7 separate regions of the Mus musculus genome follow, and regions 1, 2, 3, 4, 6 and 7 are each linked to region 5. The links are chromatin contacts, called in public ChIA-PET and promoter capture Hi-C maps. All regions are on one chromosome and are shown on one strand. Each heading gives the region's core, a stretch centred on a gene start, on an enhancer-like site or on the middle of the called end of the contact. The rest is flanking DNA. Distances are from core to core; before and after follow the strand shown.

Region 1 (3,888 bases), core at 959-3,458, 990 kb after region 5:
TGGCTACACCAATTAAAATAAGTCAAACAGCTCAGGGGTCATGATGGGCAGCAAGATGGCTTCTGCCACCAGGGTCATGCAGGTAGTGAATCCACATGCTCCATTAATAAAGTTTCCTAACAGAAGAGACAAACCTAAACTCAGTGCCTCAGAAGCTTTGGGGTCTGCTGCACTCCCCTCCCATTCCTCTGTCATTTCGCAGCATTCTAAAGGAAGTACGTCCCCCGATTTACTAATGCACCAGGGGCCACCAGACACTGCAAAAATTACAAAATCATTACCTCAGAAATACAGAAGGAAACCTATATTTCAAAAGGAAATGGAGTTTATCCAGCGTGGGGGTCCAGAGTGATCGTCGTGGCTGCTGCTTATCACCAGACAGAAGGATTCGCTTTGCAATAAAGGACTTCCACAATGTCAAATGAAAAGTTATATATTAAACAACCTTAATAAATATTCTGTAAGCAGAATGAAGTATAGAAACTCCAGGTGGTCACTTGTATCTCCTGCATTATGTATCTTGGTCAACTGCCCCACTAGCTGACCTGTACACTTATTAAAGTCTACATTTTTAAATGCAAAAAAAAAAAAAAAAAAAAGCCAAACTACCCTGGTGCCCTATATCTGGCCCTTACAAAAGTATAAAAAGTGTGTTCTTTCTTTGTTCTGGATCTCTCCTCCAGCCTGTGTGCTGAGAGGGGGTTCCCCAACATGTTGGATAAGTAAATCCCACATGTGTTTTGCAACGATGGTGGTCTCTGTGCTCTTTGTGGGTGAGGGTCTTTTAGCAAGCTATAACACCTCCTTCATGTCCTTTCTCTGTATAGCCCACTGAGTTTAATTAGTGCTATCTTTATGCGCATAGGTGTTCATGGTTTTTTGTTTTGACCGGAGTTACAGTGCTAGGCATGGATTCCCTCCTGTGAGGCAGGGCTCAGATCTAATCAGAAGGTGGTTGGCTGGCTAACCCCATAACTCATGCACTATTGACTCAGTGGGCGCATCTGGCCTGGCATTGGAATTATCACTCAGGGTAAGTCCACTGATGGCTTTTCTCCCCCAGTGACCTGCATGCCACCTCCTGACTCCATGAAAGCTGGGCAGCAGGTAAGAAGGTTTTAGATTAGTTTCAGCTTGAAAACAAGGAGTGTTGTCTTCACCAATATGTATGGTCTTACCATCTAGTTGTGGGAGACAACCAAAATAGCCTCACTTGTTTTTAGGTGGGCCCATAGCTGCCCTGACCAATAATGTAGGGATGATAGTATCCCAAACCCAGCACTGAGATTTTCATTTAATGACCCATATCTTTCATTTGAAAGCAATCAACCATACCTGATGCCGCCATTCAAACTTTTTTCTTCTTTTTTGTATGATTCATTTTTGTTTTGTGTTTTTAATTTTATGTGTTCAGGTGTTTTGCCTACTTATATGTCTGTACAATATGTTTGTGCACTTCATCTGAAGAGGGCATTTAATACCATTGAAATTAAATTCAGTCTGTACTTTTGACTGCTCAGCCATCTTTCTAGTTCTTGAATTTAGGGTTTTTTGTTTGTTTGCTTTTTTGTTTTTTGGACAGTGGGAAATGGCTAAAAATACTTAATTCCTATCTGACAGGGTTAATTTCTGCATATTTGGGGGAGAGGAAAAACAGAAAGGAGAGAGCTAGAGAGGGTTTGAAGGGGCTGGAGAAAGTGGGAGGGAAGGAGAAAAGGAAAGGAGAAAGAAGAAGAGGAAAGAGAGAGAGAGAGGTAGGAACCCTTTAATTCCTTTTAAGATGTATTTATTTATGTATGCCTACAAGACAGAAGAGGGCATCAGATCCTATTATAGGTGGTTGTGAGCCACCATGTGGTTGCTGGGAATCAATTCTCAGGACCTCTGAAAGAGCAGATAGTGCTCTTAACCATAGAGCCATCTTCTCCAGCCCCATAAAGATTATCTGGGCTCACTTTTTTTTTTCCTTTTCCTTCCTTTCCTTTCTTTTTTTTAAAAAAGAGAGACAAGGTTTGTCTGTGTATCCCTGGGTGTCCTGGAACTCACTTTGTAGAATAGGCTGGCCTTGAATTCAGAGATCTGCCTCGGCCTACCAAGTGCGGAAAGTAAAAGCGTAAGCCACCACCATCCACACGGTCCTCCTCATTCCTTAAACTACTCCCCAGGCAATCCGTCTAAATCACCGTTTCCGGTTACAGACCCGCCCACTTCGTGACGTAGAATCCCGGAGCCGCCCGGAAGCTCCACCACCTCCCCCCAGAGAAGTCGCGGCGAGAGCTATGGGTCCGGGCTGGTCGCCCGCGCGGCGTTTATGGCCGCTGCTGTGGCGCAGGGCGGTCTTCCAGAGAGCCGGCCCCGCAATGGCTTCGGTTCCCTGGCTTCCGCGGCTGGCAGAGCGATGGCTTCCCGCGAGGCCCGCGACCTGCCTGACCCCGAGCCTAACGCGCGGCCTGCACCATGGGCCTCAGCCCGAGGAGCGGACCGCTGGCGACGCTCGCCTGCAGCCCGGACCCGCAGGTACGCGGGCAGGACACCTGGTGGCCCGGCCTGACCCAGGCGGCCCTGGGCTTTCCTGTGCGCTTCGGGGGCAAGAGAAATAGCCATTCGCGCAGACGCAGAGCTGGAAGGGATTTGGGAGGTGGTCGGCACCAACTTTGCTTTGCGTACCCGAGAGTCCTAGAGGGAGGCTAAGGTAGCGTGTTGTCGTCAAAATTCCAGTCATAGAGCGGGCAACATCCGGCTCTTGGCTTCACAGCCCAGGATCCACCCCGTCTCACGATCTGCCCAGGGTCGTAGCAGGTGGACTGGTTGGTCTTAGTAGCACTAGTCCTAGCAGCCTCGTTTCTTCATATCTGTTGAAGGCTGTGGACCAGGTATTGTCTTGAGAACCCGCCTACCATACAGTATAGTTAAGTAACCTTTTTAATCTGCGATTCGATTTAACGTGTGCCCTAGGATATTGTCCTCTCCCTCAAATCATGCCGCTGGTTGTTGTGTAGCATCTCTGCATTTGTGGAGTGTTGTTCCTTTCAGTACTAGTAAATAGAAAGACATTTGCTTCTGCTTCCGTTTGGTAATCGCAGTATCCAGTGTCCGTAATCTGAACCTTCTACCTAGGAAAGCTGAGCAGTGCTTTAGGGAACTGTTGTCCGGGTTCAGTTTTAAGCTGGTTTTTGGTTGGTTGGTTTAGTTTGTCTTGAATGGAGATGGTATTAGGGGTTGGACCCAGGGCCACGTACATGCCACCACTGAAGCACACCTTCAGTCTTTTAGTTTAAAAATAAAAAATCTTTAGACCTTGTCTTTCTGAGTTGCTCAGCCTAACATTGAACCTGGGATCCTCCTGCCTAGTGTTCACCAAAGCATTTTAGATATAAATACACTTGTAGGGGGAGCAGTTCCACTGTCTCCAGGAGACTTCGTGTCAGTCTGCTTCTGTAGACAAATGTAGGTCTGTATTCTCCTCAGCCATCTGACACAAGCGTTTCTGCATTTTCAGATCACATTGGTGCCAAGTTTGACATCGATATGCTGGTTTCACTTCTGAGGCAAGAAAATGCAAGAGACATTTGTGTGATCCAGGTTCCTCCAGAAATGAGATACACAGACTACTTTGTGATTGGGAGTGGGACTTCCACCCGACACTTACACGCTATGGTCCACTACCTTGTGAAGATGGTAGGATGCTCTCCTTTGTTGTGAACCTTTACCTAGAGAGTGACACACAGAGGCTGCAGAGGAAGCCCACTTTCTAGAATTCCCAAGAGTGATTTTTATGGTTTCTCAGAGTAAAATATTTGGGAGCAAATACTTAGCTCTGTCGAGCCCAGATAATTTCTAATTCGTGTCTTTTGTGACAAGGAAAATTAATAACATGAAACAAGCCAG
Region 2 (3,607 bases), core at 217-2,716, 680 kb after region 5:
TTGGTCTCATTTGAGAAAACTGATAATATCATTCTTTCTTTCCCATATCCTTCACCACAGCATCTTGAGAACAAACTGTCCTAATGGGGAAAATGTGTCATGCTGTTATGAGGGAAAACCAGTGTGCAATGGTCATGGGGTCCTTTCCGGGAATAAAAGCTTTACTGCCTGCAGCTTCATTCTGTTTGCTTTGACTGGTCTTTAAAGAATGTATTACTTTATCCAAAACAAACAGCAAATGCTTTCTGTGAACAGATGAACCTGAGTGAACGCACACCTTTAATCCCAGCACTCGGGAGGCAGAGACAGGCAGATTTCTGAGTTGAAGGCCAGCCTGGTCTACAGAGTGAGTTCCAGGACAGCCCGGGCTACACAGAGAAACCCTGTCTCGAAAAACAAAACAAAACAAAACAAATTCCCTCCTGCCCAGCACTGTGAATGTTCACCAAGAAAAAGAAAAGTGATGGGAAAGAAAGAAAATTAAACCTGCAGGGGACGGGGAGATAAGATAGCCAGTCCAGCCACTCAGTGAGTACTGGATTCAGTGAGATGATACGCCAATAGATAATTTAGCCAGTCAGAGAGTGCAGACCACAGTCAGTGATGGAAAAAGACATCTGGTGTCCCTTTGCTCTCCAACATCGAGGAACCCAAGGCTCTGGGGAAGAGCCTGGGGTTGTTCTTATCCATTGATAGAGTCCTGACCCCGACTGGATAAAGCGAATGCTAGTCAGACAGCTAGGGTTCCTTCTGGACGATGGGTAGTGTATGAACTTCAGATCACCCATGGGGCCCACGTTCCATCTTCCTGCCACAACTCTAATTTCCCAGCTCACAAAACCCGGTCTGATGCCCCGTCCCAAAGACTGGTTCCCCTCCAGCTGCTCTCTGGTTCCCAGACACTCAATACAAGCCTGGCTGACAGCTCTAGGGAAATTGCTTTAGAAGCTTGTCTGCTCCCTTTCGCCCTTGGAAAGCAAGGAGAATGTCTAAGAGTCCACCTCTCCTGAGTCCTCAGTGGTGTGTTAGCCTTGTTCTGTGAGGGAGAAAACTCACTGATGTTCCACAGACAAGACTAAAAGTCCCTGGGGAACAGGAATTTCTCTACAGTCTATGAAAAAAGATCAGTTGTCTTTCCCTTCAGGTTGACACTAATTGTTACTGGTAGATTTAAGGGTGAGCAGGATAGAAGAACACCACACACACACACACACACACACACACACACACACACACACACCACAAGATCCCTGTTACCTGGTGAGTTCCTGAGGATCTTTCCATTCAAGATCTATAGCCACTGTGGAGCTACCTTCCAGGCCTAGGCAGCCTCTCACATTGGTTTGTAGTCTTTCGTAAAAGTACAAGAGCTACAAGAGGTGAAGGCCAGCTCACAAGATCTGTCTTCCAGGGGGAGGAAGACGGTGTCTCCTGAGGGGTGGGAAAGGGTGATGTACATGAGTTTCTCTGAAAAGGGGTGCTCTGAGGGCCACTGAAGAAGGCAGCCAGTGGAAAAGGTTGATTTAAAAAAAAAAAAAAAGTTCTGCTTCCTGCTCCACCCTCATCGGCCACACCACTGAGATGTTTGTGTACAAAGTATTCTCTATGGGCCTAAGAGAATCTAGAAGTCTAAAAGCATGGGCAACCCAAGACTCTAGCTTCTGCTCCTCCTCACCAGGCAGACAGCATGCATCTCTTCTGCTCTGCTGTTTACCTCTGCCATCCGGAGGTAGCTTCTTAGATGGAATTTGAGGTGGCAGTTGAGCCTAAAGTGGCTCTCTCCAGGGCCCACTGGACAGATCAATAGCTATCATGCTTGAGCCTGGCTAAGGTACCCTGGCTTCTAGGGAGAGTATGGGAGAACAAGGCTTAGGTTTTCTCACCTGGGCAGACCTTGTCTCCACAGAAGCCATGAAGCTAGCTACCCAGTCTATAGTATGGTTTAGGCAAAGCAACAGCACTTAGTGGAATCCCAAGTCCCTGTGCCTCTGCCTGCTGCCCTGCAGGACTCAGGATCCGGAGTGAGCCAGGTCTCCTCCCTGGAGGAGTTCCACTTAGCCGTGTGTTTGAGTTCAGATCACTTTTTTATTCACTTGCTGTTCTTTTCCGCGTATGAGTGTTTTGCCTACATGTATGCAAGTGCCCTCTGCACATGCCTGGTGCTTGCAGAAGCCAGGAGAGGCTGCTGGATCCCCTGGATCTGGAACTATTAACACTTGTAAGGCTCCTTAACTACTGAGCCATCCCTCCAATCCCAAGTTTGGGTGATTTTTTTTTTTTTTTAAACAAAAGAATGTTCAAGGAGGAGAGTGGGATATGGGATCTATTTGGGTGAAATGAATATAGATGTTGTTCCTATAACCTGCATGTTCATATCCTTAGCTTTTTGTTTTGTTTTGTTTGTTGGTTTTTTTCGAGACAGGGTTTCTCTGTGTAGCCCTGGCTGTCCCGGTCTGTAGACCAGGCTGGCCTTGAACTCAGAACTATCTGCCTGCCTCTGCCTCCCAAGTGCTGGGATTAAAGGTGTGAGCCACCACTGCCTGGCTGTTGTTTTGTTTTGTTGTTTTAATTGACATGTATGCTCTTGTGGGTTCCTGAATCCACCTCAGCTCCTGCAGTGTGATTTCTTCCTCACAGAACTCAGGGATTGTTTGGAACCTTTTCTCACTGCAGCTTTCTGGTCCACGCCTCCAAAGGGAAGGTGCATCCTGCTGTGAAGGGACGGTCAGCAGGAAAGGAAGCCAGACTGCAGCCAATGAGAACAAGAGCCTGAGGCTCAAAACTGTAGGAAGGGAGTGGGAACTGGCGTCGACGTCTTGCAAACACTGCCCCCTGCTGGTTACCTGCTGGTTTGCTGTGTTCTGTTTTGCCCAGTCTGGAAATATTGAACAGTGGTTTGGGGGAGTTGTTTGTTTATTTTTGATGTGCCTGAGCTCGCACGTGCACATGCTCCTGAGTGAACACAGGAAAGCCAGAAGACTGACTGAAGGTGTCTTCTATTACTGCGATACCCTATTGCCTTGAAATAGGATCTCTCAGTGAATTCTTGATTTCTACTAGGTTGACTGCCAGGAGCTCTAGGACCTGCCACTTTGCGCCCGATGCTGAGATTACAGGCACAAGCAGTCATGCCCAGATTTTTATTTGGATGCTGGGGATTCCAACTTAGGTTCTCATGCTTGCACATAAAAAGTTCTTACTCACTGAAGGCTAACCGTCGCCTCTCAGCCTCAACAAATGCTTTCCTTTTGACTTGCTACTCTAGAGAGCCCTCCTTTCTCATCACCTTGTTTAAAACCATGCTGCTGTACCCACACGAGAGTCCAAACACGAATGCCTATGGCAGATTTGTTCACAAAGCCCATCCAAATGCAGAGACAACTCAGATACACTTTAGTAGGTGGGTGTGACACACCCGGGCAATGGGAACTACAAAGAGATGCGTTAGCAGGACACATGGAGCCTCAGAGGGAACGTATATACATGCTGCTACGTGAAAGAAGCTGATCTGGCAGGGCTCTGTGCTGTATAGCCACAGCTCTGTCGCATGCTGGAAAGGACAACTGTGAAGATCACCTGTGGTCAGGGACTTGGGGAAGTAGAGGGA
Region 3 (3,900 bases), core at 15-2,514, 600 kb after region 5:
CTCTCTCTCTCTCTCTCTCTCACACACACACACACACACACACACACACACACACACACACACACACACACACAAACACTAGCAGCAATCAATTGCCCACAGCTCTCCTTAGATAGGGCAAGAGTTCATGAGCCCTTCCCCATCAGCACTGAGGTTTTGGTCCATGCAAATTTTTGTGTGAAATGACCTTGTCATATCCAGCAAATAGTGTTTCACTGCAGTGTTCAATGACTCCAGTCTTTTCACCCCTCTTCTGTAATAAGCCCTGACCCCTGAGGAGAGGAGATATGATATAGATGTGCTATTTAAATCCAACTGTATCATGAATTATATGACATGTAAAAATACCTAAATATCCAAATTAAAAGTAGATTCTAGGGGCTGGTGAGATGGCTCAGTGGGTAAGAGCACCCGACTGCTCTTCCGAAGGTCCGGAGTTCAAATCCCAGCAACCACATGGTGGCTCACAACCATCTGTAACGAGATCTGACTCCCTCTTCTGGAGTGTCTGAAGACAGCTACAGTGTACTTACATATAATAAATAAATAAATCTTTAAAAAAAAAAAAGTAGATTCTATTTATATGCTATTAACAAGGAGCTCTCTTCTCTCTCTTTCTCTCTTACTCAATTATTTCTTTCTCTCATTTCTTTCTTTTTTTTTTTAAGCTCAGCTGCCCAGAAGTTAGTGGCTTCTTCTTCTTTTTTATTGATTGATTGATTGATTGATTGATTGATTATATGTAAGTATGCTGTAGCTGTCTTCAGACACTCCAGAAGAGGGAGTCAGATCTCGTTACGGATGGTTGTGAGCCACCATGTGGTTGCTGGGATTTGAACTCCGGTTCTTCGGAAGAGCAGTCGGGTACTCTTACCCACTGAGCCATCTCACCAGCCCCCTTTCTCTCATTTCTTAAACAAACATACAGGAGATTCAATATCACTGCCAGCCAAGTCATTGTCATTCACATTTACAGATTGTTCTGCCAAACAAGAGCTGACTGACCGTTATTTACTATGATGGACCATATTGCAGTCAACTAAAGTCCTGGTGGTGAAAAAACGTGACTATTGATTTATCACATTCCAAGTGCTAAGTAGCTACCAGCAGCCCATGGGTACCACATGAGATGACACAGAACAAGAGGACTGCAGAACGTTCTGCAGTGCAGCTTGCTAGGAAGATGGGTGGGTCCCTTGCACACTCCTATTTCCACAGTTCCTCCCCCTCGCTTCCTCTCTGCTACTCTGTTTTCTTGGTGTTTAGTATTGTTTCGAAATCAGAGAAGGTCAAAGGACCCAGATTTTCAGGTAAGAGAATAGGGATGGATGATGTGGGTGTTGAATTTGGTGAGGAAGGGGCCTCTCTACTAGCTGTGTCTAGTAAACCTCCTGACAGACCTGCTCTTGGGAATTGTATTCATTGGCTTCTGTTTCCAGCCTGATAATTTTAGGCTGTAGTCCGAGTTGAAGGCTGAGTTCTACAAATTCCTGTGTGCTTCAGGGTTCGCTGCTTTGAGGAGGACACTTTTTCTACAGGGAAAGTATTCCTGCACTGGTCAAAAAAAAAAAATTTTTTTTTTAAATGTGACTCTTCCAGGAAGAGAATGACTGAGTTAGCTTGGAGAGAGCAGGCAGGAAGAAGGCAGGGATGCGGAGGATCCCTAACAGGCTCAGCTTGGCACAGCTCCCCCAAGCTGCCATAATGTTGGGATTAGCACTAGCCTTTATCTTTTTCCTGTAAGCTGCTTCCTAGGGAACCTGCCTCTTGGGGAAACTATTTCCCCCCCGAGTTCTTAGAAGAGCTGAGCTCCCTCCAGGTAGGTCTAAGTAGGGAGGTTATGTTTACTGTGGCTACTGTTCTGAAGCCAGTAGTAGACGTTTGGTCATAGGCAGAGCGGGGATGACTTAGTCAATGAAATCTGCACCTACAGAAACACAGGTCCTGGTTTTACAGATGAATTAGAGTCTAAAGAGCTCCTCTGTCACCCTGTGCCCTCTGTCTCCCCCGACCCCGAGAAAGTTTTGAGAAATTTTCTACCATTGATACTGGGCCTCCTTGCTAATCACCAAATCAAGTCTGTGCTAAGAACCAATGCTTTGTGTGAGTTTGTGGTTTCTTTTTAGTTTATGAGAAGCTGTCTTCCACCCACCTGGCCTTCAGGCATAAAAAGCCTCTTTCAAAAGAAGCATCTAGAGTTCTGCTTCACATCTGTATCTGAGGGCTCCCTGTGTGGGGACTCTGTCCTTACCAAGGAGCATTCCAACCTGTCCTGATTGTAGTTGGCTCCAGAGTTTTCAAATGTGTTCATGTGTATTAGGTAGAGGAAACACTCAAATGAGCTGAGTGTTTCTACATAACTGTGTCTTGGTTAACAGGGAAGGATGGCTGGGTGGCACAGGCCACCCCCAAGCAGAGAGAGGTAAAGACCCAAGAAGGTCAATTTGCTTGTTTAGTAAATTGAGACCCGCCCTTTGTCCAGTGCTGTGTCTGTGCCTGGAAAGTTTCCTGTCACAGAGTCAAAGAGGAGACAGTCATATGCTAAAAAATGATTTCGTGTTACAATCATGTCTTCGATGAGGAAATGCTGCTGTGCAGTTACAGCAAAAGCAAGTGATCTCAAAAGTGGAGTCTCAGGTTGGCACTGCTGCAGGAGAGAGCCATTGGAGAGAGCATCTCAGGAAGTAGAGGCAGAGCAGCCCCAGCTGGGGGATGGGCTGGAGCAGTGCCCCCAGAAAGGGAAAATTCTGAGAAAGCATAGGAGATAAAAGTGCTTCAAGGGTCCTGGGAACAGAGGGGAGGTCAGTGACTTCAGCGAAAGATGTCCATGAAGGAACTTCTGGACCATTCTAATAGTTCAAACTATCCTCTAAAGAGAATCAAAAGCTGCTAGGGAATTCAAGCAAGAAAATGAAAATGAAATTTTATTTTGAAAGTGAGATCTGGTGGTAGAGTTGTGAAGGGACCAAGGAAGGGATGATTGGGCTGACAATGAACAGCAATGGGTCTGATCAACATGAAGGTAGAAACAAAGGGACAAATGAGATTTCTGAATGTAGTCATTGGGATTTGGTGATGGGCTCATGCAAGGCAGGAAACCAAGACTAGAGTAGAGCTCAAAGCTCAGCAAGAGCCATGGTCTGTGTGGTGATAGCATTTATGGAGATGCAGAGTCGGGCCTGGGGTGTGGGAGGAGTGTCAAGGGCTCTATCCTGGTCAGCCTTTGTTAGAGATGCCCACGAAAACCACGATGAGAAGCTGAGCCAGAAGTGTGGGCACCATAGTAGTCATTCACTAGCTGAAGGGATGGAGGGAAACAGGGCCAGCCTGAGAAGGAGCTGGTAGGATTTAAGTTTGTGTAAGGAAAAGAATAGCCTGAAAAATGGAATGTTGAAATGACCTTTTGGGGATGGGGCAGGAGAAATAAAAAGGCTGAGTTTATGGCAAAAAGTTCAGTGTTGGATACAGGAAGTGGGGCTCCAAGTGGTTTTCATAACTTGCCGTGGTCGCTTCTTTATCTGCAGGAAGCCGAGCTACAATGGAAGTCCAGTGCGGTGGTGCGGGGTTCATCCCAGAAAGTTCAAGGAGCAGCCATGGTGAGAAGAGCTGGGATGTGGGGTGGAGTGTAACCAAACTGCAGGAGAAGTGGGGAGGCAGACAAGGAGGGGTGCAGTCCCTCCTGCCTTGACCACGAGTCCCTACTGAATGGGAGAAAACCCTGACGCCGCCCTGGTATTTCTTTTCATTTCTCTGCTTTCCCATTCCTCTTGACTCAGCTGCTCTCCCACTGGTCCAGAGCTTGACATAGCCCTCCCTTTCCTCCTCTCCTTCTTTTCCCACTCTTGCTTGTTTTGACATGGGCTTCCACACACACTGTGGCCCTGGTCAGCTTGGAATCTG
Region 4 (3,595 bases), core at 320-2,819, 630 kb before region 5:
ATATAATTTGGTATACACATGCAGAAACAACACTTCTAAAAAATACTTAATAGATGTTGACAAAAAGCTACAGTTCGATAGAAGACACTAAACCAGCAGTTCTTAACTTCCTAATGCTGTGACTCTTTAATACAGTTCACCAGGTGACCCCCAATCAGAAAATGGTTTTTGTTGCTATTTCATAACTGTAATTTTGCTGCTATGAATCGTAATGTAAATGTGTTTGGAGATAGAAGTTTGTCCAACGGGTGTCCATCCACAGAATGAGAACTGCTGGACTACACACCAGTGGGACTTTCTTTTGAGAGGAAGCACGGGTTACTCAAGTTGTGGATTTGAGACCTGTCAGGTCTGCTGAGGATTTCTGCCCCGAAATGGTGCATTAGAAAGAATCTCTGTGGTGTTCTAGTTTGGTGAAAAGTTACAGAAGTTACATCAAATACATCTTTGGCCCAGATGATGAGCTAACTGAAAATCTTCCCTTGCTAGTTCACAGAATTAAATGGCAGATCTAAGCTAGGATATTAAAACAGCTGCCTCTAACAAGGTATGGGGTAAATCCATTCTTTCTCCAGCCTCTCACCTGTGGCTAGGGGTGTTGCCAAATTTACAATTGAATATTACAAAGCACAAGATGACAGCAGCTGATTTCCAATGGGTGAGATTATTCTAGATGTAAGAATACTACTTCATGCCATCCCAGGTTGGAATCGCAACTCCCAACTCTCCCTAACTAAACCATATACAGTGAAAGTGAAAAAAGGCTCTCAAGAAGGAAGGGAGGCCACTGCTGAAAAGTATTAAAGAGGGAGACACACATCCACGTGGGTATGTGGGCAAGCTGGAGGTTTCCGCAGGAGGATCTCCAAGGCCTGCAGGTAGAAAGGGGGGTCGGTGAAGCAGTAGCACTTTTCTCTTGAGTCCGCCTGCCCATTTGACTTTCTCATCTCACGGTTGGGGATACTGCCTCTGGTTCAACTCCAGGACAGGAGACACCAGCCAGGATCAGTGCAGTTGGGACCCATGTCAGCTCCCGGGAGGTGCATGGAGGGGAGGGGCAGGGGAGCTCAAAGCCCCTCTCCCACAGCCGCTTCCGGAAGTGTCTTCAGAGGTCAGAGCCCCCAGCCTCGGCTCGGTCTCCACGAGAAGTCCGAAGTGGCGGGAAGCCGGCACTCGAGAGGCCGCCCCGACGCGAGGGCGGCGGGAAAACCTGGCGGAGGATTCCGCTCGTCCGGCAGGACCCGGCTCGGCGTTTGGGAAGCAGAGGCCATGGCTCGCAGGTAGAAATGCCCGCGCGAAGCGGGTCCTGGCCACGAAGCGGGTGACCAGGGCCTCTGGGGGGGCCGTTTCCGTGCCCCTCCCGCGCCGCCGCAGGCCCGGCGATGGCGGCGACGGTTTCTTGGCTCCCCCGCCCCGGACGCCGATGGCGGTGCGTTCCGGCCCTCCCTCCCCCACGGCTTCGCCCCGCGGTCGCCAGAGCCGGTGAAGCCGGGAGGGCGGGGAGCGGCGGAGGGACGGCGAGAGGGCGGAGGTTGCGTGGTGCAGGCGGCGGCGGCGGCGGCGGGAGGAGGAGGGCCGGCAGGCGGGCAGGGGAGGAGGAGGAGGAGCGGGCGCCGTGTCGCACGCAGCTCCAGGCGGGGCAGCCCGGGCGCTGAGGGACGCGGCCAGACCTCGGCGGGCCCCGCGAGCACTACACGCCGTCGCCCGAGCGTCGGGGGGCGCCCGGAGATGCGGGTGAGTAGCGGCTCGGGCCGCGGTGGCGGGAGGCAGCGCAGGCCACGGCGGAGCCGCGGCGTCGCAGTGACTCGGGCCGCGGCGTCCGAGCCCGGGCTGCCGGCGAGGCCTGAGGCGCCGCGCCGCGGCTAGGCGGAATGGCGGCCGGGCCGGAGAAGTCGTGGGCGTAGGACGCCGAGGGCGGAGCGGAGCGGCCAGGCCCGGCCTGAGTCACCCGGCCGGCCAGGCTCGGCCTGGGCCGGGACTCGCAGGGCCAGGCCCTGGCTACGCACTGGGAAAAAGCCGGACTCACCGCGGCCTGTGGCGCCGACCTCGGCGCCTCACGCGCCACCCCTCCCTTCCCCTCGGCCCTGGGGGTTCCGCTTGGCCGGGGTGGCTCAGGGCCGGGGGACTCGTGCTCTCGGGGATCCGGGGGCACTCATTGTTGCGACGGTGCGGGGCATGATTATTGGGTAACAGTGGTGCCGGGCTCCGTTCTCTCTGGGAGCGTGGCCGAGCAAGGCGCGCCGGGATGCGGTGTGCTTTTCCAAAGGAACGGAGCCCCCGGGCGTCCGCCAGCTCTCCTCAGTCGAACTGGGCCCTCCCTGTGCGGCGGCCTCGGCGCGTCCCCGGTCCCGGCGGGAGCGCGCGCTCTGACCCCAAAGGTAACCCGGCACCGGGCCAGGAGGACTGAGTCGGGGGCTGTAGACTCTGCGGGCCTCTATTCTTAAATCCCGCGTGGCCCTGAGAACCCCCTCTTTCTGTCACCTGTGCACTGTGTTGTTACTCAGGAGATAACTAAGAAAGCAAGGAACACTTGCACTCTCATTCCTTGAGCCTAAGCCCCAAAGTTAAGGGAGCTAGGTATGCCAAAAAAGGAGGATTCCCCTTTTCTGAGAGGTCACTGTTGATACTTGTGGTTAGTTCACAGTCGTTGGGGGTTTGTGGGACGGGCACGCATGCCGAAATGCAGTCAAGTTGTTCAAGTGCTTTTAGTTGCCCTGTGTGTACTTGCTCTTTGCTGGAGTAGCATTAAAACAGCCAAAAGCTAAGAATGGAATAAATGATTACTGTTTTAGAAAGGCACTGGGGTGACAAAAGAGGAACTAAGCTCCTTTTACTTCAATTTTTAGGACCTAAACCTAACACTCTGAAGAAGCCAGTGTAGTTGAGGAAAATAAGGATATGAGGTCTTTCTTTGTTTGAGAAGGCTTTAAGATTTCTCTTTTTACTTAAAACTTGTATTTGTTGCTTCCCATAGTAAGTTGAAACAGTTATAGCTCATTTTAAATTCTGAGTATGCAACACAACACTGGCTTGTTTTATCTTCTATTCTGCCCATTTTTGGAGGTTTTGGGGAGCATTTACTAAGCCTTAAGCCTGGGAGAAAAGACCAAAGTGCTTTCTAAAAATGCTAACCTTTCTCTTTCCTCCCTGTTGGCATCATCTTTAAAAAACTGTTTTGCCCAAAAGACAACCAATTTTAGATAGGCTAGGGTGTTTGTAAGATACATCTTTCCTGAGTCTTATGGTCAGGCCCTGGAAGGTGTGGCCCAAATTCCTAGTATGTCACATACATCTGAAGTCTGAGCTAATTTGGCCAGGTGTCTTTAGATATTACATAGACTCTGTTGTTCAGGGAACTCCACCTTCTTGCGCTAATTAATTTTGTCAGTGCAGGCTTATTTCCCATACATGTGACTATGAAATCATTGAAGACACAGACTAAGTCCTTTACTTTGTAACCCTCAGATAACAGAACATGATCTTGCTGGTACCATGAATGATTTTTTTTTTCTTTTTTGGACTAATCCTAGGGTTTTACTACTCCCCTTCATTTTGGCTGCAGAAAACATAGTCACTGTTGCTGCTGAGCTTGTTA
Region 5 (3,524 bases), core at 802-3,301:
TCCCTGTCATTGGGAGTGGCATAGAGGCTTTAGTGACTACCTACTGGGGATAAAGAACACATTTGGGTAGGGAATGGGAGGAGCTCTTCCATGTACATCTAAGGTGCAACCCACAGGGTAGATCAGAGATCCTGTCATGGGCGCCATTTCTGGTCAGTGCCTGAAGATGGATGTTTCTTATATTCTAGAAGAATATTCTTGAACAAAAAAGATTGGTGACTGTTTGCAAACAAACAAACAAACAAACAAACAACAACAAAAACAAAACAAAACAAAAAACCAAAAAAACCAAGTTCTAGAAACTAGTGTGGACTCATCTGAGTTGCTGAGAACCAGAAAATGGGAAGACATGAGAAAATGGGGACATGAGAGCTTGACCAGAGGCAGAAAAGCTTGCCTGGGTGGTGCTCAAGAGTTCCTCAGGCTGTACAGAAGGAAGGACACTGGCTCTGACTGGGGACGTTCAGTGGGTCTCAGATGGGTTCTGACTGGCAGAACTGTTAGAGGGAGCAAGTGCTGTGGAGGACACTTCTGGTCCCTTACTCCTCAGGACCAGCCCTGACTGGGATTGCCCCAGACTAGAGTCTATTTCAGACGTATCCTTGTACTTTGCCACCCATTCTCTCTGCTGCAATCTGTGTGTTACACAAAGACATTTGCACAAACATCTATCTTGTTGATGTCATTCTTGTTTAATTTTTTTTTTTAAATGGGGTCCATGGTCTTTGACCTGTGTAGTTGGAAGTAGGGGTTGTGCTCTACTGAAGCCTAGCACCTTGCTAACTTAAAGCGAAGGTGGGATAGTCAATTGCCAAACAGCTAGGGAAGCCAGTACTCTGAGACCGGAGTCACTGATGCCAATTCCTTCAACTCTTTCCTACCCATATGACGAAGCCCAGGCCTTCCCAGCCCCTTCCATTTCTGCAGCCTCATATCCAAAACCATATCTCCAGGCTTGTGGACCAGTTTTGCACTGTCCTGTGTCTGGCCCTTGCCTCTCTTTGCCCAAGCCCTAGAAACCCTAGCTAACTCAACTCACAGAAGCACAGATTACCTGGCTGGGCGGGAGGAGCACCAGAGTCTGCTAAGCACCTGCATTCGAACCTCCACCAGGTTGGCTACGACCTCTTTCTGTTCGACCATAAGGCTACTCGTGTACCTGGACTGCTTTCCTTATTACAGACATTGAACTGTGAGAGCACTGTCTTCCCACACTTTTCTCGCTGAGATTCTTGGCAAGTTAACTTCGTTGGGCCTTCAGCTTTTCTTTTGTATGAAATAATAACTATAATAGTTACTACCCCACAGGTTTGCAGTGCAGACAAAATCATGCCTAAACCGGGCTGAGTGCAGCGCCAGCCTGGCTGGACAAATACGAGCAGTCCTCGCGTGCCGCCTGAGGAGGGTTGGGCACATAGTGGGTGCTCACTGTCTACAGAATCGACGTCGGACACCTCCCAGGTGCCACCAGGCCGCTGGGGGGAGCTGGGAGAGGGAAGCACCGGCCCGGCGCTGAGGAAGGAGCCCGGCCCGGGGACGCGCAGACCGGGAACTTGGCGCAGGTCGGCCTCCCGGGCGCGGACGGCCGTTCCCTGCGCTCGGCTCCACCCGGTCCGGTAGGCCCCGGAGGACCTCGCGGCCGCCCGCCGCAGCCACAGGACCCGCAGGCCCGGTCTGGCCCGGAAGCCCTCCTGGGGCCTGCGGCACAGTGTGCTGGGCCCCGGCCTTCCGGGGCCCGAGGCCGCGCAGGCCAAGCGCGCGGGCCGCCCTTACCGGAGCCGCGGCCGCCTCGGCCATGGCCCTGCGCTGTCCTGCTCGGCGCGAAGGAAGTCGACGCCGCGGCGCGCGGCCCCACGCAGGCCCGGCTGCCGGGTCCTCTCCGCCGGCAGCGCCGCCCGGGCCTGCCGCTACCTTCCCCGCCGCGCTCCTCGCAGGCCGGCCTGCTGCCGCTCCGCCCGCAGCCGCACCGCCGCCGTCAGCGCCCGGCCGCTCCACACTGCATCCTGGGAGCCGGTGCCGCGGCCAGGCCGACGAAGGCCCGTGAGGCTTCCTGGAGGCAGCGCGGCGGCACAGCTCCACCTGCAGCTCGAGCGGCGAACGGCAGCGCCGGCACCCGCTTGCCGCCGCGCTTGGCCCCGCCCTCCTCACGAGGCCCCGCCTCGGCCCGACCTCCGACCACGCCCCCGCATATCGCCACGCCCCCCGCGGCGCCAGTGCTCACCAGCGATGTGCCACCTGGTTTGGCGGTATAAAACTTGGGGGTACGGCCTCGGCAGGCAGTGCGCACCCCGGCACGGTCACTTCCGCAGCTGTCCAGCTGTAGCACGCCTATTTTTGCCTTGAAATGGAATGAATGCTTCCAACAATAGAAATATGGCTTGATAAGTCACAGTAGGTTCTCTGTAGGATTATGTATGTGTGTTATAATAAACATTTTAATGACACAAAAAATGTGGGGTTTCTATAGTATGTATACTATAATAAACATTTTAATGACATGAAAAATGGGTTAAAATGCCATCGTTTAAAATCTTTTTGAATGCAGTTGGAGATACAGTTCAACGGCTAAAAGTACTTGCTGTTCTTGCAGAGGGCTGGGTTTCAGTTCCCAGCATCTCACCACAAGCTGTAGTTACCGCAGATCCAACGCCCTCTTGTGATATATCAGGTAAGCGTGGAAAGATGTTGAACGAGAGTAGTCCGGAACTACTTCATTTTGGCGTTAAAATGCGTAACAAATGTATAACAAGATGTGTGTTATCATGTGTATTATTCATGTTCATACAGTGTTCATATAAAAGGTTATGTCTAACAAAGTTTAGGTAGGTTTGGAAGCATGTCCATTAACGTAGTGCCAGTAGACCCCAGACCCCTAATTTTTTTCAATTCATATTTTTGTTTTTTAATAACAAGGAAAGGAAGAAAAAAGTCAAAATGTAAAATTTCTCCAGAAGCCTAGTGTGGAGCCCCGTGTGGCAAAGAAGATGTATTGCCATTCAGAATTGCCTTCCATGCCACCCCCTAGCAGGAGCCTGCAAGACCAGTGCCTGAGATCTTTTTGTTGTTGCCATTCGTTATTTATTTTATGATTTACTTTTATTTTTGATTATGTATATGCACACATATGTATGCAAATATGTGTACGCGTGTGCAGGAGGTCAGGGGTCTCAGGTTCTGGGAGCAACCTGGGAACTGAAGTTTTGTTCTTACTCTTAATAACTGACCCTCCTTCCCCAGCTCCCTGACTGTGCTGGCTAACTTTATGTTAACACAAGCTATAGTCATTTGAGAGAGGGGAATCCTTTTTTTAAAAAATATTTTTATTAGGTATTTTCCCTCAATTAAATTTCCAATGCTATCCCAAAAGTCCCCCATACCCACCCACTCCCACTTTTTGGCCCTGGCGTTCCCCTGTACTGGGGCATATAAAGTTTGCATGTCCAATGGGCCTCTCTTTCCACTGATGGCCGACTAGGCCATCTTTTGATACATATGCAGCTAGAGTCAAGAGCTCCGGGGTACTG
Region 6 (3,780 bases), core at 199-2,698, 750 kb after region 5:
TGAATAAAACCACTGTTCCGAGTTTCCATAGGGCCTCAGGCAGGCCCATGAGGTCTTCATATTCTGCCTGATTACTTCCTCAGCGTGGCCTCCATTCTAATCAGCACAGAGCTTAACACAGCTTCCCACTGTCTCCTGTTATGGGCTTATAACAACCATTTAGCCCCTCTGATGGCTTGCCTCTGTCCAAAAGAAGTTCTGCCCAGTGGCTCTCCTGGGCAGTCTGGTTAAGCATCAGTTCTGACTGGATATTGACGGCCACTCCAGTCACTTCCCTTTGCATCCCTTCATGTTCTCCCCCACGCCACGGAGCACCTTCCACTCACCCGTGCACCTCAGAGCCGAAAGCACAGGAGTCTGACAACTTTTCAGGAGGGACGAAGAGAAACACAAATGAAGGCCTCAGGTTCACACCTTCCCTTGAGGTTCCAGGAATAAAGTCTCAGTTGTCTGGGTGCTGGCCCCCTCTAGACCCCCAGTGCTATCCCTGCCCTGGCCACCCAGAATCCCTCTGCTTCCTCTGCAGAGCAGGAACTAAAGCCCTAGGCACCAAGAAGCCTCTCACCACTTCTGGCACCGCTCCAGATAGTGGCTCTCTGATATCCCTCCTCCCAGTGTTCAGAAACAAAGAAAAAGAACACCCCGTGTCCCCACAGCTGTCCCACCTCTGCGTGGTCTCAAAGGCCCTGCTCTTAGAACGCAGGCGTGAGGCACTGATAACTATGGAAGGTAAAGCCAGACTCTGACCTCCCCAGCCTCAGCCCTGTTTCCAGAGTCACATCCTCTGTCCAACACATCCCTCCCTCCCCAGAGTCCTACAGGAAAGCAGAGATAGAAGGAAGGAGAAGCATCCTGAGCCAAGATGGAGCTTGAGGAGTAGACTTGGAGACTCTTCCAGAGAAGAAGGAACCCTATGCTTCAAAAGGGGGCTACCAAGGGGCCGTGAAGGGTCCTGTCTCACCTGCTGTCCTCTGCGATGGGTGGGGCTGGAACTGAGAGGTCTGGGAGGAGCTGGCTTAAAGCTGACCCCAGAGAGAGGAGAGCAAGAAGGGGGTGGAGGGATGGGGCCTGACATGGAGTCTCTCAGTTTGCCAGCAAGTAGCTGACAGGAAAGGGCCCCACTTGAGGGGGGTCCATCAGGAGTAGATGATCAGGCCTGCTGGAGCAGGGATACAGGTGACACAGATACACTCATACACCCAAGGTGGCACAGGCCAGCACCTGCTCAGAAAGCTCTATCCCTGACTGGGAGAGAGAGCACTGTGCAATCAAAGGATTCCACAGGAACAATCAGTGCCAACCCCAGCTCTTACCTCGCCCACCTTCTCCAGCTCTCCAGTGCCCAGTGAGGAGCTGCCTGCTGGAAAACCCCTAAAGGGGCCCTCAGTCCCAGCTGCCTGCCAGGAAGTGTTGAGGTCTGCCCATTCCCCCTCCCCTTCTGGCTCCCACCCAGGTTCTTCCTCCTGCCAGGGCTGAAGTTCTCAACTACTGCCAGCGCCTCTGTGTGAGCTCTGGCCTTCCCTGCTGCACACTTCCCCGGTCCCAGAGGAATCAGGTAAGACAGCCCACCATCACTTTAGCATAGCTCGTTTCCCAGTCCATCCAGATCCATCCAGTCTGACGCCCTGCGAGCTTGCTAGGGGAGTGGACACACTGGGGTGTGCCTCCAGGGACAGGTATGGCCTCCATCTCTACCACTCAATTCTGTGGGGACAGGGTCAGTCAGTGCTTGTCGTTCATCCAAGGAGATGGTGGCGTCTGGGTGAGGTGGTCCCTGGGACCCTGGTAGGGAAGAGATAATTGCAACAGAAGCTTATGGGGCAGTTAGAGGGGGACACTGTTTAAGGGGCTTGGCCTCTGACCTGGATTCAGAAAATGCTGGGGAGAAGAGATCCAATCAGAGGTTGGGTGAAGAGATAGGTTGTGTGCGTTCTGCTTGATCCAAACATCAGGCTCCTGAAGACCATGGCAGTGGGGCACAAAGCAAATGTGGGGTGAAGCGGGTACTCCAGCATCAGGCTTCCCTGACAGACAACCCTCCAAAAGAGCTGAAGATACAGCTCCACAGCCAGGGGCAGCCATTCTGTGTCTCTGTTAGCCCCCAACTCCAAGCCGCCTCTGAAACATCTGCCAAATATTTCTTCCTGCTTTTCCTTTTCTCCCTCACAGACGATGTCCACAGACATGGAGACTGCAGTCGTCGGCAAGGTGGACCCTGAGGCTCCACAACCCACCCACATTGATGTGCACATCCACCAGGAGTCTGCTCTGGCCAAACTTCTGCTGGCCGGATGCTCATTGCTAAGGATTCCAGCATCCGCTTCCACCCAGAGCCAGGGCAGCAGCAGAGTGCTGGTGGCCTCCTGGGTGAGAGTAGCTACGTGCTTGATGGGCCCAGGGAGGGACCCTCATTTGGGCCATATTTTCCTCTGGCCTCCTCTATACATCTGTCCTCCTAAGACATTGAGTTGATTTTGTCTGTGTGTACAGACAGTTGCAGCTAACAGGTAGCCCTGCTGCTGGAGAGCTGTGTTTCAAGTCCTCTCTCTTCCAGGTGGTGCAGACTGTGCTGGGGGCTCTGAGTGTGGTTCTGGGTGGAACCCTCTACATAGGCCATTATTTAGCCATGTATTCCGAAGGCGCCCCCTTCTGGACTGGGATCGTGGTGAGTGTGGCATCATGAAGGTCCAGGGCTGTCTGAGAGCACAGGGATGGCGGTCCCTTTGCTTCCCTTCCACCACCACCATTGATGTGGCACCCCAGAGTATGTAGCCAAACAAGACCTGAATTAAGTAAGCCAGTCTGGTGCTTGTGTACATGACAAATGATGAAATGGTCGCCTGTGCAGCTGCAGGTCAGCTTTGTCTCTTGTCCCATGCTTCTCCCAGCAGGCTGACAGAAGCTCCTTGCCATCAGTAGTCATCAACAGTTAAGGCTCTCAGGGCTTATCTACCTCTAATGCCTGCCTCAAGACAGGGAAAGCGGAGTGCATCAGGCAGGAAGCATTGTCTTCTGGCTCTCTTACTTCCTTATGCTCATCCTATGGGGATCCAGGGATGAATTTTGTCAGAAGAGTGCTATTGTATTTAACGACAGCTGGTTAGGTTGAGCTGGTTATGTCATAGGTACAAAGGACTTTCTGATAGACCCACACTTTCAGAACAGCAAAACATATGTATTGAGAGGAGAGATTAAAGTAACCATGCTAATCCATCCAATGGCAGGATTATATGGACTGGTTATAGAATAATCAAATAGGATCAGGACCCATCTGCCCACCGAACTGCGTCAGACTCCCCGTTCTTCTATCCTAGTTAGATGGACCCAACGGCTGCTAAGACAAGTGTCTGGACCCAAGGCTGCCTAAAGTCACATTCTGCATCCCCAGCTTTTCCAACAGTATGGGACTCTGACCTACAAGATCTCTGGTCCCTGGAACGTTCTTGAAGAATTTAGTGTGACTTTAAAAGAAGGTGGTTGGGATGGATAGGAAGGTTCCCACCTGACTCAACCGTGTACACTTAGGTGTCAATAAAACAGTGCCCTACAGCCTCACAACTGTGCTCCAAGCTCATTGTCCCACACAGTTACTCCACCATAGACAACAGAACATAGCAGAACATCTGAGATGCAGAGGAAATGCTCTAGGCCATGTGGCTGGCACTACAGATGGCAAACACAGAGGAAATGAGGCGGGGGATTAACAGACACTTGTCCTATACTGATTCTTTTGGTTCAATCACTCCTTAGGCTATGCTGGCTGGAGCTGTTGCCTTCCTT
Region 7 (3,875 bases), core at 1,272-3,771, 630 kb after region 5:
GGGGTGAGAATTAAGGATCTTACTTTGTTCTTCTGTGTGGGGATATGTAGTTTGATATCACTATTTGCTGAAAAAGCTTTTTGGTAATGTATGCTTTGACAAATTTTCAAAATAGTAGGTGTCCACAGCTGTGCAGTTTATTCCTAAGTCCTTTACTGTAACTCATCCATCAGCATGTCTGTTTTTGTGACAGTACAATGATGCTTTTATCACTTTGGCTCTATAGTATGGTTTGAAGTCAGGTATTATGGTATCTACAGCAATGCTCTTTTGGTTAAGAATTCACTCTTCAGCATCTTTTCTGCTTCTATATAATTGTTTCTTTTTTCCCTAGTTGAATGTCATCAGAGTTTTTATCGAGATTATGCTTTTTGGAGGTTTCTTTCCATAATGTTGCAATTTTGACAGAATTAGTTCTGCCAATCTATGAGTGTAAGAGGTCTTTCTCTCTTCAGTATCCATGTTAATATCTTCACTGCCTTAAAGGTTTGTTTCTTTCCTTGACTGTTTGCAAGGTTTTTTATCTCTATGGTCAGGGAACCAGTTTAGCTTGGTTGTGATTATTCCTGTTTTGTCAAAAAGAAATATAGTTTGACCATCTATTTAGATGCTTCTATGGCTTGCATATAATTTAAATGTCTCCCAAAGGTTTATGCACTGGAAGTTTGGTTCTTGGTGTGATGGTGCTACCAGGTAAGAACATTTAAAAGATAAAGCTGACTATGGATCCTGCAATCTACAATACCATCCTGAGAGGCAAAGTGTGTCTTCTGATGCAGTAGAGGCATGATTGTTATTGGGGCAACCAAGTCTGTTCTCCTTGGATTTGAGGCCCATTCCATATGAGGAAGCCCATGCCTGGTACAGTTTACCTGGTTCAGAGCCCTTGGCTGACAAAGTCATAAGTCTCCAGGGGAAAGCTTCTACTAGTATTTTCCTAAGTGGTAATGTTATCCAGTTGTCTTCTCAATGCAGAGTTATATCCACAGTTACATCCTCAGTAACAGAAATTTCTATTTTCTGGCAACAGTTAGCATAGATAGATTCATAACTGGTCAACGTGTCAAGAATGAGAAATAATGGGATTCATAGCCCTAAATGGGACAGCTTTGTCACGCCTTCCAAGGCTCATGGAATGAGGCAGAAAGAATATAAGAGCCAGAGGATGGTATGACCTTTACACTCTTGAATCCCTGCAGCTCTGTATTCCTGTACAAACCTGAAGAATGCTGGACTCATCATATTTCATCATGGGTGGGGGAAGGGCCTATGAGTCTCACTTCTCCCTAAAGAACTAACGGCAGCAAGTGGTTGCTAGAAGAGAAGGGTATAATTTTCTTCAGTGAAATAGTTGTCAAAACTACAGAAAATAAGCCACATCCATGCAAGCAACCCTAATTGAACTCTATATCATACACAATGAGAAAATATGAAACTGGGAGGGGGACTTAGAGAGAGTTAGAAGGGTTTCACTGAGAGAAGAAGCAGGATAAGAGGGTACTGGAGAGGTAAGAACAACTAAGTGTGTGTGTGTGTGTGTGTGTGTGTGTGTGTGTGTGCATCTTGTAAATAAAAGGAAGGGGGAGGTAACTCCTCATGGAAGGTTTTAAGTCTACTTCTGGGTATACACTACCATAAATAAATAAGGACAGCAAGCTAGTTGTTATGTAGACATTTAAATCAGTCACAAATAGAGCCACCTTTTCAAAAGATTAAAATAATTACCCTGCATGATGTAGCCATGACAGTTACCCTAGACTATCTCAAGTACCACAGCCTGAGTAATGCTAAGCCTGGACCCTCCCCCAAAGTGAGCCCTCAGCTTTTCACCAACACAGAGAAGAGAAGCAGACAGAACTTTCTGACGCTCCTAGGGTGAGTGCATAGCTAACAGGCTGTTACATGCAGATATGCAGGTGCACAATGTAATTAGGATGGCTTCTAGGATCAAGACTTCTAAGACACTGAAGTAAAAGAAGACACAGGGATGTAATAAGTGTCAAGAAGACCAGAGAGTCAGCTCAGTTGAAGTGTGGTAGCTAAGGTGGAATTCTAGCTATATCCCAAATTGGCACCAAAGAATGTGCCTTTATATCTCCATGCTGACCAATCATTGATCAGGAGCTACCTGGGCACAGGGGATGATCTTTCAGGAGGTTACAGTTCAGCTAAGAGTGATCCTCAAGGGTGGCTAGAGATGGCACATGCTTCGCTGAGCCCCCTCAGTGTTGAGTACTCCTCTCAGTTTGGAGATTAGGGCCACACTCCTGCAAAGAGGAGCAGCATGCAGTCCTGCAGCAGATGATGGAGTGTCCTAAGCAACATGTGGACCACTGAACGGTCTTCAGAGCCAACACCATCAAACAAAAGCACTGGCTGTGACTTGACATCACAGCAAGCCCAAGAAGGAAGGGATTCACCTAGGGCTAAACTGAAGCATCCACCACAACAGGGGACTGTTTCCTCTGTTCTTCAAACTGAAACTGTTCACACTGGCCCCGCCCTCCAGTTTCTGTGCTCAGGGTTTGCAGAAAGGCAGCTAGAGTCCTGGTGCAGTCAGATTCTTTGAAGAAGGTGTGAGAACTCAAAGGCCCTGCAGGAGGTAAGCTGGGTGAATGCCACAGAGCATGCCGGGTAGGGGATGGGGGTGGTGAGCATGGTGCACTCCAGCCATTCTGTACATGATGTTGAGAGATCCTGGAAGGCTTCTGTGACTGCTTAGCATGAGGTCCATCATCTCATGGATGACAGGAAATACTTGCTTGATGTGTGACCTCTACCCATGTCATTAGAAGCTGTTGCCTGAAAACCCAGCACTTTTCCTTAAAATTCCCCGCTGTCCCTGAGGCAGATCTTCAGAACCAGGAGGCAGGTCACCAAGTATAAATGTGCCCTAACTCCCTTCAGCTCCCCATATCAAATCTCAGTGCTCTGAGGACCATCAGCATGGACAGGATTGAAGTCCTGCTGTTGACTCTACATTTAGGTCCACCTTATGCTTCCCAGGAAAGAGGCTATGATCCTTAACGTTTGAGGGTTGGAGTGAAGGATGGGAGCTCTGGAACTAGGATGTGACCTGCAGAAGGACCTGTGTATCTGTAATTCTGACTGAGCCTAGGAACTTTGCAGTCTGGGGTTTCTTCTTTCATGATGCCGAGGACTCTAATAAAGGACCATTTGCACTCTGGGTCAGTACTCTGCCACTGAGCGGTGGCTCCAGCTCTGTATGGATTTCCTGCACACAATTGGCATTTCACGGCAAAAAACTTAGTCCTGAGTGGTGGTTATACTTAGCACTGCAAATGATCTTTACAGAACTGCCCTGTGCAGTTCCCAGGACCACCCTGATGGGCTGGTTGCACTCTCGGGTGAGAGTCGAGGGAATTGAATCGGATGGGGCTTCAGAGATTCTCAAGAATGGTCCAGGCCCTGACCTATCCCTGCACCCTTCTGAAGCACTTTCTCTGTTCGTGTCTCAGTTCCAGGTTCTCTGAGTGTCCTGGAACCTCTTTAGACTGGTGTGAGATGAGTATTTCTGATTCTTGTCTCTCAAGATTGTCTTGTCAGTATGAAAAAAAGAAAAAAAAATCCAACTGAGAGATGGGCGGTCCTCACCTGGCATGATGTCCTCACCTGGCATGCTTAGGGCAGCTTGTCTCCAGCTTCACTTCCTGGGGGATGGGCTGTCCTCTCCCCTCCTGTTCCAGGTGGCACACCTGCTGAGATGTTTACTGGCCTTTAGAATCGTGACCAGAGGATGAGGCAGGAAGGTTATAAGGGGTGTGGTGGAGTTAGAGGGTCTTGGTCTCCAGTCCCTGCACTGGGCAGTGTGAGTACAGGCATGGGGGTGGTGTTTGGACTTGTTGGAACCTATA

What was found. Promoter capture Hi-C pulls out the DNA fragments that hold promoters and counts their contacts. ChIA-PET counts read pairs in DNA pulled down with a chosen protein or histone mark. Capture Hi-C pulls out chosen DNA fragments and counts their contacts.
Region 1: a promoter capture Hi-C map of liver shows a contact between it and region 5, with 4 times the contacts expected there. The contact joins the promoter of Malsu1 here to the promoter of Zfp746 in region 5. A contact is called at or near these places in 1 of 39 promoter capture datasets (liver) and 1 of 115 datasets of contacts at active chromatin or transcription factors (astrocytes).
Region 2: a contact with region 5 is called in a promoter capture Hi-C map of hippocampal neurons, with 4 times the contacts expected there. The contact joins the promoter of Gimap3 here to the promoter of Zfp746 in region 5. A contact is called at or near these places in 9 of 39 promoter capture datasets (the 3T3-L1 cell line, the C10 cell line, cranial neural crest and 5 more), 1 of 484 Hi-C or Micro-C datasets (the HPC-7 cell line) and 2 of 115 datasets of contacts at active chromatin or transcription factors (large pre-B cells and memory CD8 T cells).
Region 3: a contact with region 5 is called in an RNA polymerase II ChIA-PET map of memory CD8 T cells, with 33 read pairs. The contact joins the promoter of Gimap4 here to the promoter of Zfp746 in region 5. A contact is called at or near these places in 1 of 39 promoter capture datasets (neural stem cells), 1 of 15 datasets of contacts at CTCF or cohesin (the NIH/3T3 cell line) and 2 of 115 datasets of contacts at active chromatin or transcription factors (embryonic stem cells and memory CD8 T cells).
Region 4: a promoter capture Hi-C map of adipose tissue shows a contact between it and region 5. The contact joins the promoter of Cul1 here to the promoter of Zfp746 in region 5. A contact is called at or near these places in 1 of 39 promoter capture datasets (neutrophils) and 2 of 9 other capture datasets (adipose tissue and liver).
Region 6: a contact with region 5 is called in a promoter capture Hi-C map of liver, with 3 times the contacts expected there. The contact joins the promoter of Tmem176a here to the promoter of Zfp746 in region 5. A contact is called at or near these places in 8 of 39 promoter capture datasets (3T3-L1-derived adipocytes, the HPC-7 cell line, embryonic stem cells and 3 more), 3 of 115 datasets of contacts at active chromatin or transcription factors (astrocytes, embryonic stem cells and pancreatic cancer cells) and 3 of 9 other capture datasets (adipose tissue, embryonic stem cells and liver).
Region 7: a promoter capture Hi-C map of hippocampal neurons shows a contact between it and region 5, with 3 times the contacts expected there. The contact joins the promoter of Gimap7 here to the promoter of Zfp746 in region 5. A contact is called at or near these places in 5 of 39 promoter capture datasets (the C10 cell line, cranial neural crest, hippocampal neurons and 2 more) and 1 of 115 datasets of contacts at active chromatin or transcription factors (memory CD8 T cells).

The regions. Positions count from the first base shown.
Region 1 is chr6:49,071,587-49,075,474 of GRCm38.p6, forward strand. It overlaps Malsu1 (mitochondrial assembly of ribosomal large subunit 1), which reads left to right and starts at 2,209. Exons shown (of 4, transcript NM_029353.1): 1 at 2,209-2,517; 2 at 3,500-3,678. The coding sequence starts at 2,280. It also overlaps the pseudogene Gm19253.
Region 2 is chr6:48,769,385-48,772,991 of GRCm38.p6, forward strand. Gimap3 (GTPase, IMAP family member 3) reads right to left here and starts at 1,467. Exons shown (of 5, transcript NM_031247.3): 1 at 1,258-1,467.
Region 3 is chr6:48,683,314-48,687,213 of GRCm38.p6, forward strand. It overlaps Gimap4 (GTPase, IMAP family member 4), which reads left to right and starts at 1,265. Exons shown (of 3, transcript NM_174990.4): 1 at 1,265-1,310; 2 at 3,525-3,596. The coding sequence starts at 3,539.
Region 4 is chr6:47,452,750-47,456,344 of GRCm38.p6, forward strand. Cul1 (cullin 1) reads left to right here and starts at 1,570. Exons shown (of 22, transcript NM_012042.4): 1 at 1,570-1,734.
Region 5 is chr6:48,084,542-48,088,065 of GRCm38.p6, forward strand. It overlaps Zfp746 (zinc finger protein 746), which reads right to left and starts at 2,052. Exons shown (of 7, transcript NM_001163475.1): 1 at 1,774-2,052. The coding sequence starts at 1,797.
Region 6 is chr6:48,840,035-48,843,814 of GRCm38.p6, forward strand. It overlaps Tmem176a (transmembrane protein 176A), which reads left to right and starts at 1,449. Exons shown (of 7, transcript NM_025326.4): 1 at 1,449-1,555; 2 at 2,170-2,367; 3 at 2,555-2,665; 4 at 3,751-3,780. The coding sequence starts at 2,173. Tmem176b (transmembrane protein 176B) reads right to left here and starts at 1,340. Exons shown (of 7, transcript NM_001164207.1): 1 at 962-1,340.
Region 7 is chr6:48,716,100-48,719,974 of GRCm38.p6, forward strand. It overlaps Gimap7 (GTPase, IMAP family member 7), which reads left to right and starts at 2,522. Exons shown (of 2, transcript NM_146167.3): 1 at 2,522-2,602.